Regions from separate parts of the Sus scrofa genome. Here all the other regions are linked to region 2. The links are chromatin contacts, called in public HiChIP or PLAC-seq maps. All regions are on one chromosome and are shown on one strand. The core of a region is the stretch at or near the end of the contact, and the rest is flanking DNA. Distances in the headings are between cores, read along the strand shown. Region 1 has its middle 35 kb from the start of CHST3. Region 2 overlaps SPOCK2 (testican-2). Region 3 has its middle 32 kb from the start of DDIT4.

Region 1 (2,700 bases), core at 16-2,515, 130 kb before region 2:
AATTCCCATTGTGGCTCAGTGGTAACAAATCTGACTAGTGTCCTTGAGGACTCAGGTTTGAATCCTTGCCTTGCTCAGTGGGTTGGGGATCCAGCATTGTCATGAGCTGTGGTGTGGGTCGCAGACGCAGCTTGGATCCCACGTTGCTGTGGCTGTGGTGCAGGCCAGCAGCGGCAGCTCTGATTTGATCCTTAATCTGGGAACTTCCATGTGCAGTGAATGCAGCCCTAAAAAGACAAAAAAAAAAAACACCTAAAAATAAAACTACCATGAGATCCAGCAATGCCATGCCTGAATATTTATCCAAAGGAATGAAAAGACTACTTTGAAAAGATATATGCACCCTATGTTCACTGTAGCATTATTCACAAGAGCAAAGATAGGGAAGCAACCTATGAATCCTCGATAAATGTATAAAGACAATGTGGTGCATGAATAATGAATATGTGATTGCGTACACATATATATGCATGTACAATTACATATTAATTACTCAGCTGTAAAAAGCATGAAATCTTGCCATTTGCAACAACACAGATGGATCTAGAAGGTGTTTGGCTAAGGGAAATAAATCTGACAGAGGAAGACAAATACCCTGATTTCACTCATATGTGGAATCTTAAGAAAACAAAAACAAATGAACATAAAAAAATGGAAACAGACTTACAGAGGCAGAGAAAAACACTGGTGGTTGTCAGAGGGAGGGGGTGAGGGGGTGGGAAAAAATAGGTGAAGGAAATTAGAAGGTACAGATTTCCAGCTATAAAATAAAGAAGTCATGAGATGTAATGTGCAGCATAGGGAATATAGTCAAAGTAGTGTAACAACTCTATGGTGAAAGGTGGTAATTAGACTTATCCTGCTGATCATTTTGTAATGTATCAAGTATTTTACACCTGAAACTAAAATAATGTTGTAAGTCAGTTATATGTCATTTTAAAAAAAGAATTATAACTCAAGGCTGTTTTCGTTTGTTTGTTTTGTTTTTGTTTTTGTTTGTCTTTGTGCCATTTCTGGGGCCGCTCCCGCGGCTTATGGTGGTTCCCAGGCTAGGGGTCTAATCGGAGCTGTAGCTGCCGTCCTACACCAGAGCCACAGCAACTCGGGATCCGAGTCACGGCTGCAACCTACACCACAGCTCACGACAACGTGTTTTTGTTTTCTTAATCTACACGTGTAACACTGAGGGTGGAGAGGGGAGCATATCCAGTGGCACAGTGCTAAGAAATCTGCCCTCTGGCGGCCATTTCCAGCATAGCATCAGAGAGGCAAGGAAACCCAGCACTTGCTATCCCAGGACTGACCACACGAGGGCAGGAGAACACAACCTTTGCTGCACTAACCTGGCAAACTGCTTCCAAACTGCTGAAGCCTCACAGCCAGCCAGATGCCCAAGCAACTGGCACAGCTGGCGAGGGAGAGCCAGGCTGGGGCAGGAGTGACCTTACAGAACCGTCCACAGGAATGAGGTCCAATGCACCCCCACTAGCAGGCTTGGCTCTTTTCTCTGGCTTCCACAGCAGCTCTAGGCAGGGGCGGCCCAGATCCCTCAACTCCAGGGGGCTGAGGAGGCTGCAGAACTGGACAGCAGCGACCCACAGGTAATGGGTGCCAATGCATTTTTCAAAAGAATTAGAACAAATAGTCCTAATATTTGTACAGCACCACAAAACACCCTGAAGACCTAAAACAATCTTGATACAGAAGAATAAAGCTGGAGGTAGCATGCTCCCAGATTTCAAATTATATCCTAAATCTACAGTAATCAAAAAGGTTTGGGGACAACAACAACAACAACAATAACAAAAAGACAAAAAGACAAAAAAAAAAAAAGGTTTGGGGGAGTTCCCGTCGTGGCTCAGCAGAAACAAATCTGACTAACATCCATGAGGATGCAGGTTCCATCCTTGGGCTCGCTCAGTGGGCTAAGGATCCAGCATTGCCTTGAGCTGTGGTGTAGGTTGCAGAGATGGCTTGGATCTGGTGTTGCTATGGCTGTGGTGTAGGCCAGAAGCTACAGCTCCAATTGGACCCCTAGCCTGGGAACCCCCATATGTCACAGGTGCGGCCCTAAAATAAAAAGACCAAAACAGAAAAAAAAAAAAAAAAAAAGGTTTGGTACTGGCACAAAACAGACACATAGATCTATGGAAGAGAATAGAGAATCCAGAAAAAAAAACCCTACACTTAATATTATTCATTTTATGGCTGTGCCAGCAGCATGCATAAGTTCCTTGGCCAAGGATTCAATTGCCACCATAGCACTTTAACCACGGGGCCACCAGGGAACTCCAAACCCACACTTATGTGGTCAATAAAGCTACAACAAAAGGAGGCAAGACTCTCCATGAGGAAAAGGTGGCCTCCACTCAATACGTGGTAATGGCAAAACTGGACAATTAGATGAAAACAATGAAACAGGGCTGCTTTCTCACACCAGACAAAATAAACTGAAAACAGATTAGAGACTTACATGGAAGACCTGAAGCCATGACACTTCTACAGGAAAACATAGGCAGTACGCTCTTTGACAGCAGCCTTAGAAATATATATATATATATATATTTATAAATTAAATGTATGCATTTAAATCCATCTTCTCAGGCAAGTGAAAGCAAAAGCAAAGATAAACTAGACTACTAAAAGGCAATTCCAAAGCCAAGGAGACTACCGACAAAACAAAAAGCAGCCAAATGAATG
Region 2 (2,700 bases), core at 201-2,700:
TGTGGAAATCCGCCCGCCCGTGGAAAGATTTCAGCTCCCAACATATGGAGGTTCCCAGGCTAGGGGTCTAATCAGAGCTACAGGTGCCGGCCTACACCACAGCCACAGCAATGCCCGATCCAAGCCATGTCCTCGACCTACACCACAGCTCATGGCAATGCCAGATTGTTAACCCACTGCGCAAGGCCAGGGATTGAACCCCAAACCTCATGGTTCCTAGTTGGATTCATTTCTGCTGTGCCACAACGGGAACTCCTAGCTCAGGCTCTTGAGCTGCTCAGCCTGGGTTTGCTTGGTTCCCCTACTGTGATTAGGCCACACTGAATGCAAGAGCATCTGGCCCCATGTCAGCACTGATTGCCCCACAGAAGGGTGGGCTGAGTTTCCTCTCTGTTCCCTGTGGCTTCAAGCGCACCCAACCCGGGGCTGGGGTTCCTCACCACTGAGCTGTAAGTGTGGCCATCAGAGCCACAGACGGAGGCGAGCTGGGCCATGTGACAGGGCTTACAGGCAGTGTCTTTGTTTCCATGGAGTTTCAGGGCGGGCTGCTTGATCCTACAGGAGGAGCGGGATGGGAGGGCACAAGGATGGAGGCAAAAATGAGAGAGGGACAGGGGAAGGGAGGGTTCAGGAGACTGGTTCCAGCAAGAAGCTGCTCTTGGTGACCTATAGGACACGCAGCTGCCTCCCTGCCCCTGCCCCCACTCCCATCACCCCCAGGAGACCCTCCTCTAGTTCACAATGGTAGAATCATCAGGGCAGAGTAAAGACCCCCCGTTTCTCCTCTCCAGCAAGGGTTTTTGTTTTGAATTGAGTTATTCACCAACATTTGCAACATGGAAACATTCATATAAAAATCTGGATTCCTGGCTTTGGTGAAACGTAAGGCATGGCAGTCTTGTCCTGCATTTCCAGAGGGCCTGAGCTCCCCAGAGTGGTCCATCACTGAGCTCTCTTCATCCATGGACATCACCTGCCAGGCCGCTACCAGCATCTGAGATTGTAACCCTACATCTCCGGTCCCTGATTCTATGATTAGGGAGAAAGAGAAGAGAAATGGGATCTTCCCCAGAGCCCTTGGAGTCAGGCAGGGTCTTGACATTGGGCCGGGAGCTCAGGCTTCATAGGCCCCTCACTCTTTCCTTCCTCTATGAACTTGGCCTGAAATATGTCATGAAGTCGTTGCATGTCAGAGCTGGAAGGAACCTCAAACTAACTGGGCCAACCTATTTGCCTTACAGAAAAGGACACCAAGGCCCAGAGAGGACATGTGCCTTTCCCTGGGTCCCACAATTGGGTGACCGATCTCATACAGTGTGATGGTTTTGAAATATGTCCATAGACATATTTCCTCCTCCCTCCAAAAGATGGAGCCTAATTCCTCTCCCCCAAAATGCGGCAGGACTTATGACTCACTCCTAACAAACAGAAGTGGCATGGGTAACAACGTGACTTCTGAGACCAGGTCATAAATGACATTGCGGCTTCCTCCTTTGCTCTCTCTCCCTTGGATGACTTGCTTCATGGGAAGCAAGCTGTCATGTTGTGAGCACACTCAAGCATCCCTATGGAGAGGCCTCCTTAACTAGGGTCAACAAGTGGGGGAGCTTGGAAGTGGGTCTTCTGGCCCCAGTCCAGCCTTCAGATGATGCAACCTCAGCCGGTATCCTGACCGTAACCTCCTGACATTCCCTGAGTCAGAACCAACCAGTAGAACCACGTGTGATTCCTGACGCTTACAAACGGTGTGAGATAATACACATTTGTTGTCTCAAGCCACTAAGCTTTGGGTAGTTTGTTTTGCAGCAAGAGATAACTAATACAAAGGAGAGGATCAGTGAAGCCCCTGCCCTTTAAGCAACCCCCCTCCAGCCCCCTCAGCTTCCCAAGGCCCTCACCTGTGCTCCAGCTTCTTGCGGCTGATGCACATGGCCCGCTGGTAGCCCTGAGCAATGCACACCTTGTGACGGCTGCACTTCACCTTCTGGCAGGGGTCCTTGGTGGTATCCAGGGCTGCAGGGGCGCAGAGTTAGGACACAGGTCACCTGGGAATCCATGCCAGAGAGCCCTGGAACCCACCCCCAGCCTCCCTTCCGAGCTGGGAAGCCCCTCTCTCTGGCAGCCCTCGATAATCAGAGCTCCTTAGCTCAGACGTCCCACCCTTATCAGCGCCTGGCTCCCCAAGGAGCCTCAAAGGCCACAATTAGGATTTGCCCTCTGGTCTCGGATCTTCACAGGTGTCAGTCACCTTCCTGCACCTGCGAGGGGTATGTTACCTTCATCTCCTTGCTGATTGTCCTCCCAGCTCTTGATGTAGTCGTCCTGAGGAAGGTGAGAGGCAGGAGGGGAAGGGAACAGACCAGAGGGCTGGACCACCTCTTCCACAGGCCAAGTGCCACCGTGCGCATGGCTTCCCACACGATCCCTGTCTACCCAGGCCCTGCCAGCTGCCTCCCCCAGACCTCTATCCCCCTAAACCCACATCCCCAAATCCCTTCCAGCCTCTCCCACAAGTTCTATTTCCCTCTCCCCGCTCCCATGCTGGATGCTGCCGGGAAGGAGAAATCAGGGTGAGGATGCAGAGGGAGAAGAATGGGAATACACATGCAGTGGCGCCCCGGACAGTACTCACCTCCACCTCCTGGGGATCAGGAAGCAGCAGCAGGCCACCGGAAATGGAGCAGGAGGAGAGAGAGAGAG
Region 3 (2,700 bases), core at 108-2,607, 200 kb after region 2:
GGAGAATGCAGGGGCATGGTTTTGCTGAACTTCTGCAAGAGATCAGTCTGAGACAAGGAGAGCAATGTGTCTGTGATTAACCAGCAGGAGCCTCAGCCTAAGGTGTTTCTCTCCTGCCCTGGTCTTTGAGGTGACTGGGTGCTGCGAGCTCTGGGGTACAGGAAGCACACGTTAAACAACCCTGGGGAATAACAAGCCCTTGACGGGAGGGCGGCCAGCAGAACAGGGAAGAGTATCGCCAGCCTCCTCCACCAGCTCGGCCAGGCCAAGACTTCCTTCCTCCAACCCCACAGAGGGCGGGGCGGGGGGGCACCTCTAGCTCCCAAACAAGGATTTCAGAGGGTGGTTTGGAGGCTTTCAATCAAGAAACTACAGACACTGATTTAGCAGATTCTGTGTGTTGGCTTCAGAAGATCCCTGAACTCAAGGAGCTAAAACTAATTTGGCAGGGCCACCACTCCCGCCATGCGCCATCCCCCCCCCAATCCCCCAGCTTCCAGATCAGAAGCACTGGCTCTGGTGACCTCACTTGGCTTTATCACACTTGGCTTTATTCATGCTGTTCCCCTCTGTGTGCCCCAGCGGAGCCACAAGATCCTTGAGGGCAGTTACAAAGTCTTCAAGGGTCTTCACCCACACCTGCCCCCCTCCATTTCTGCCTCATTCAGTGCCCGCACTGAGCAGATGATCAGGCGACATGCACATGGTGTGGCCTGCGTGAAGGGCCCTGGCAATGAGAGCAGCTGAGGGAGGCCGTTTTAAGGTAGTGGGGTGGGGAGTGTGGAAGGCATCCAGGAGGCGGTGAATCTAAGGTCCTGAGGCAACATGGCAGCCCAGGAATGGAGAGGGAGCCTTGGGAGGGGGCATTCTGATGGGAGCAGTGGGCTGGGGGCCCGACCCCGGGGTATCTCTCATGTGACAACTCCCAGGTTGGGGTGCCCTTGCTTGCAGGCTCACACCTATGCCTGCCAAGAGGCGAGGGTGAGATGCAGGGGCTCCTGTTACAGTCGTGACCTGGGATGGTCTCGGGGGTGCCACCTCTTCCAAGAAGCTGACTTTTGAAGACTCTGCCCGGCCACGGACATCACGATGCGTTTGCACTGGCCTCAGCTGTTGATTAAACCTCCGTCCGTGCAACTAGCACTCCAGGAAGAACACTCTCTTCCTCACAGCGTGTCCCTGCTCCTGTTTTTCACGTTTATGGGCATCAGGTGATTTGAAGAGGGATCCACACCCAGAGGAGCGCACCCAGTGAGGTCAGCTGAGAAAACAACTGCCTCCGCTCTGTTTTCCCTCGTTATTCTGGGAGCTGCAGGCTTGGGCCTCCGGTCACCCCTGGGCTTGTCCCCGCCCCCCAGTGCTTCTCTTCTGTCCCCGCTCCAGCCTCAAGCCTGCCCAAACTGTTGTTTATCAACACAGACCAGAACATTCCGCTGCCAGCAGAAACACACATGGCGATGGCACTGCCATCCCACACCCTGTCGTCAACACACTCCCACGCACTGTTTGCCGCTGTCAAAGCTGTGCTCACACACACATTCTGCGCCCCTCCCCCCCCCGCCAACACAGCTGTTCCCCACTGCTTGGAACCCAGCCCTCCACCTTGCACACATTCTCTGTGGGTTTTTCTCACGCGTGCTCACGGCGGAGGCTTACACTTGTGGTTCAGGCCAGCACACACTCTGCCCTGTGATCGGATCTGTCTGTTTCACCACCTGTGACTGTGTGACCTTAGGCAATGGACTTAACCTCTCTGGACATCAGAGGCCTCATCTGTAGAATAGGGATCACAGTTACTGTATGCGGCTTTTCCCGTGGGCTCAGGGGGCGGATGAGAGAGCAGGCATGCAGTAAGAGCTCAGTCAATGGGAGCTCTGATGGTGGGATGACGAATGTTGTGGATCCTTTCTGGAATCTGGCTGTTGGTTTTCCTTTCCCATGCCCAGCAGTTGGCCTCACCTCATGTTCACACCTTCCGGGCTGTGTGACCTGTCGGCTTCTCAGGTCCTCACTGGTGAAATGGCTTTAACAGCTGCCCGGCCAGGCCCAGAGGCCGGCTGTGAGGGGCACAGGGAGAGGTTACCATTGTGCTTGGGAAGCTCTTCAATTGGCCACAGCTGCAGGGCGTTGTAGAAGGAAAGGATTTGAATGGGGCAACAGCCAAACTAAGGCATTTTCAGCTGCTTTCCATCTTCCCTCAGCTCCTCCGTTGATCCTGAAACTGGACTCAGAGTTTCCATTTCAGCTCTGCTGGGGGCTGAAGGCTTTGCAGAGGCCACGTGGCCCCAAAGCTGTACCTGGGGCTTCGGGCCGCCCGCACCCCCACCCTCCCCCATCACCTTCCATCAGGCACAGCTGCTCGTCCCAGCAGGACCTGCCGTGCTGAACCCTCCCTCCGGCTCACGGATCTTATGTTCTCTCACTTCCCCCCAGAGGCTAAGGGTCCCTGGCCCTCTCCTCATGCTCCCTTCCATCCCTCATGCTCCCTTCCACCCTGTCATCTTCTCTAGGACACATTTTTTTTTTTTTTTTTTTTTTGTCTTTTTGCCTTTAGTAAGGGCTGCTTCTGCGGCATATGGAGGTTCCCAGGCCAGGGATCGAATCGGAGCTGTAGCCGCCAAGCCTATGCCACAGTCACAGCAACGCCAGATCAGAGCTGCGTCTTCGACTTACATCACGGCTCACAGCAACGCTGGATCC

Evidence for each region. HiChIP or PLAC-seq counts read pairs in DNA pulled down with a chosen protein or histone mark.
Region 1: an H3K27ac HiChIP or PLAC-seq map of alveolar macrophages shows a contact between it and region 2. The contact joins two enhancer-like sites. A contact is called at or near these places in 1 of 5 promoter capture datasets (fetal liver), 2 of 47 Hi-C or Micro-C datasets (embryonic fibroblasts and fetal skeletal muscle) and 1 of 2 datasets of contacts at active chromatin or transcription factors (alveolar macrophages).
Region 3: a contact with region 2 is called in an H3K27ac HiChIP or PLAC-seq map of alveolar macrophages. The contact joins two enhancer-like sites.

What each region holds. Positions count from the first base shown.
Region 1 is chr14:74,814,301-74,817,000 of Sscrofa11.1, forward strand. It overlaps a transcript of PSAP not described here. Among named protein-coding and RNA genes, the nearest start is that of CHST3, 35 kb to the right of the region's middle. Within about 2 kb of position 1,266, at least 12 of the 83 cell types and tissues checked have an H3K27ac peak or open chromatin away from gene starts, as enhancers often do. A contact at or near this core is called in alveolar macrophages, where this site is marked.
Region 2 is chr14:74,948,696-74,951,395 of Sscrofa11.1, forward strand. It overlaps SPOCK2 (testican-2), which reads right to left. Exons shown (of 12, transcript XM_021073211.1): 3 at 2,633-2,641; 4 at 2,277-2,322; 5 at 1,899-2,013; 6 at 441-555. Among named protein-coding and RNA genes, the nearest start is that of SPOCK2, 18 kb to the right of the region's middle. Within about 2 kb of position 1,451, at least 12 of the 83 cell types and tissues checked have an H3K27ac peak or open chromatin away from gene starts, as enhancers often do. A contact at or near this core is called in alveolar macrophages, where this site is marked.
Region 3 is chr14:75,147,959-75,150,658 of Sscrofa11.1, forward strand. No RefSeq gene overlaps it. Among named protein-coding and RNA genes, the nearest start is that of DDIT4, 32 kb to the left of the region's middle. Within about 2 kb of position 1,358, at least 18 of the 83 cell types and tissues checked have an H3K27ac peak or open chromatin away from gene starts, as enhancers often do. A contact at or near this core is called in alveolar macrophages, where this site is marked.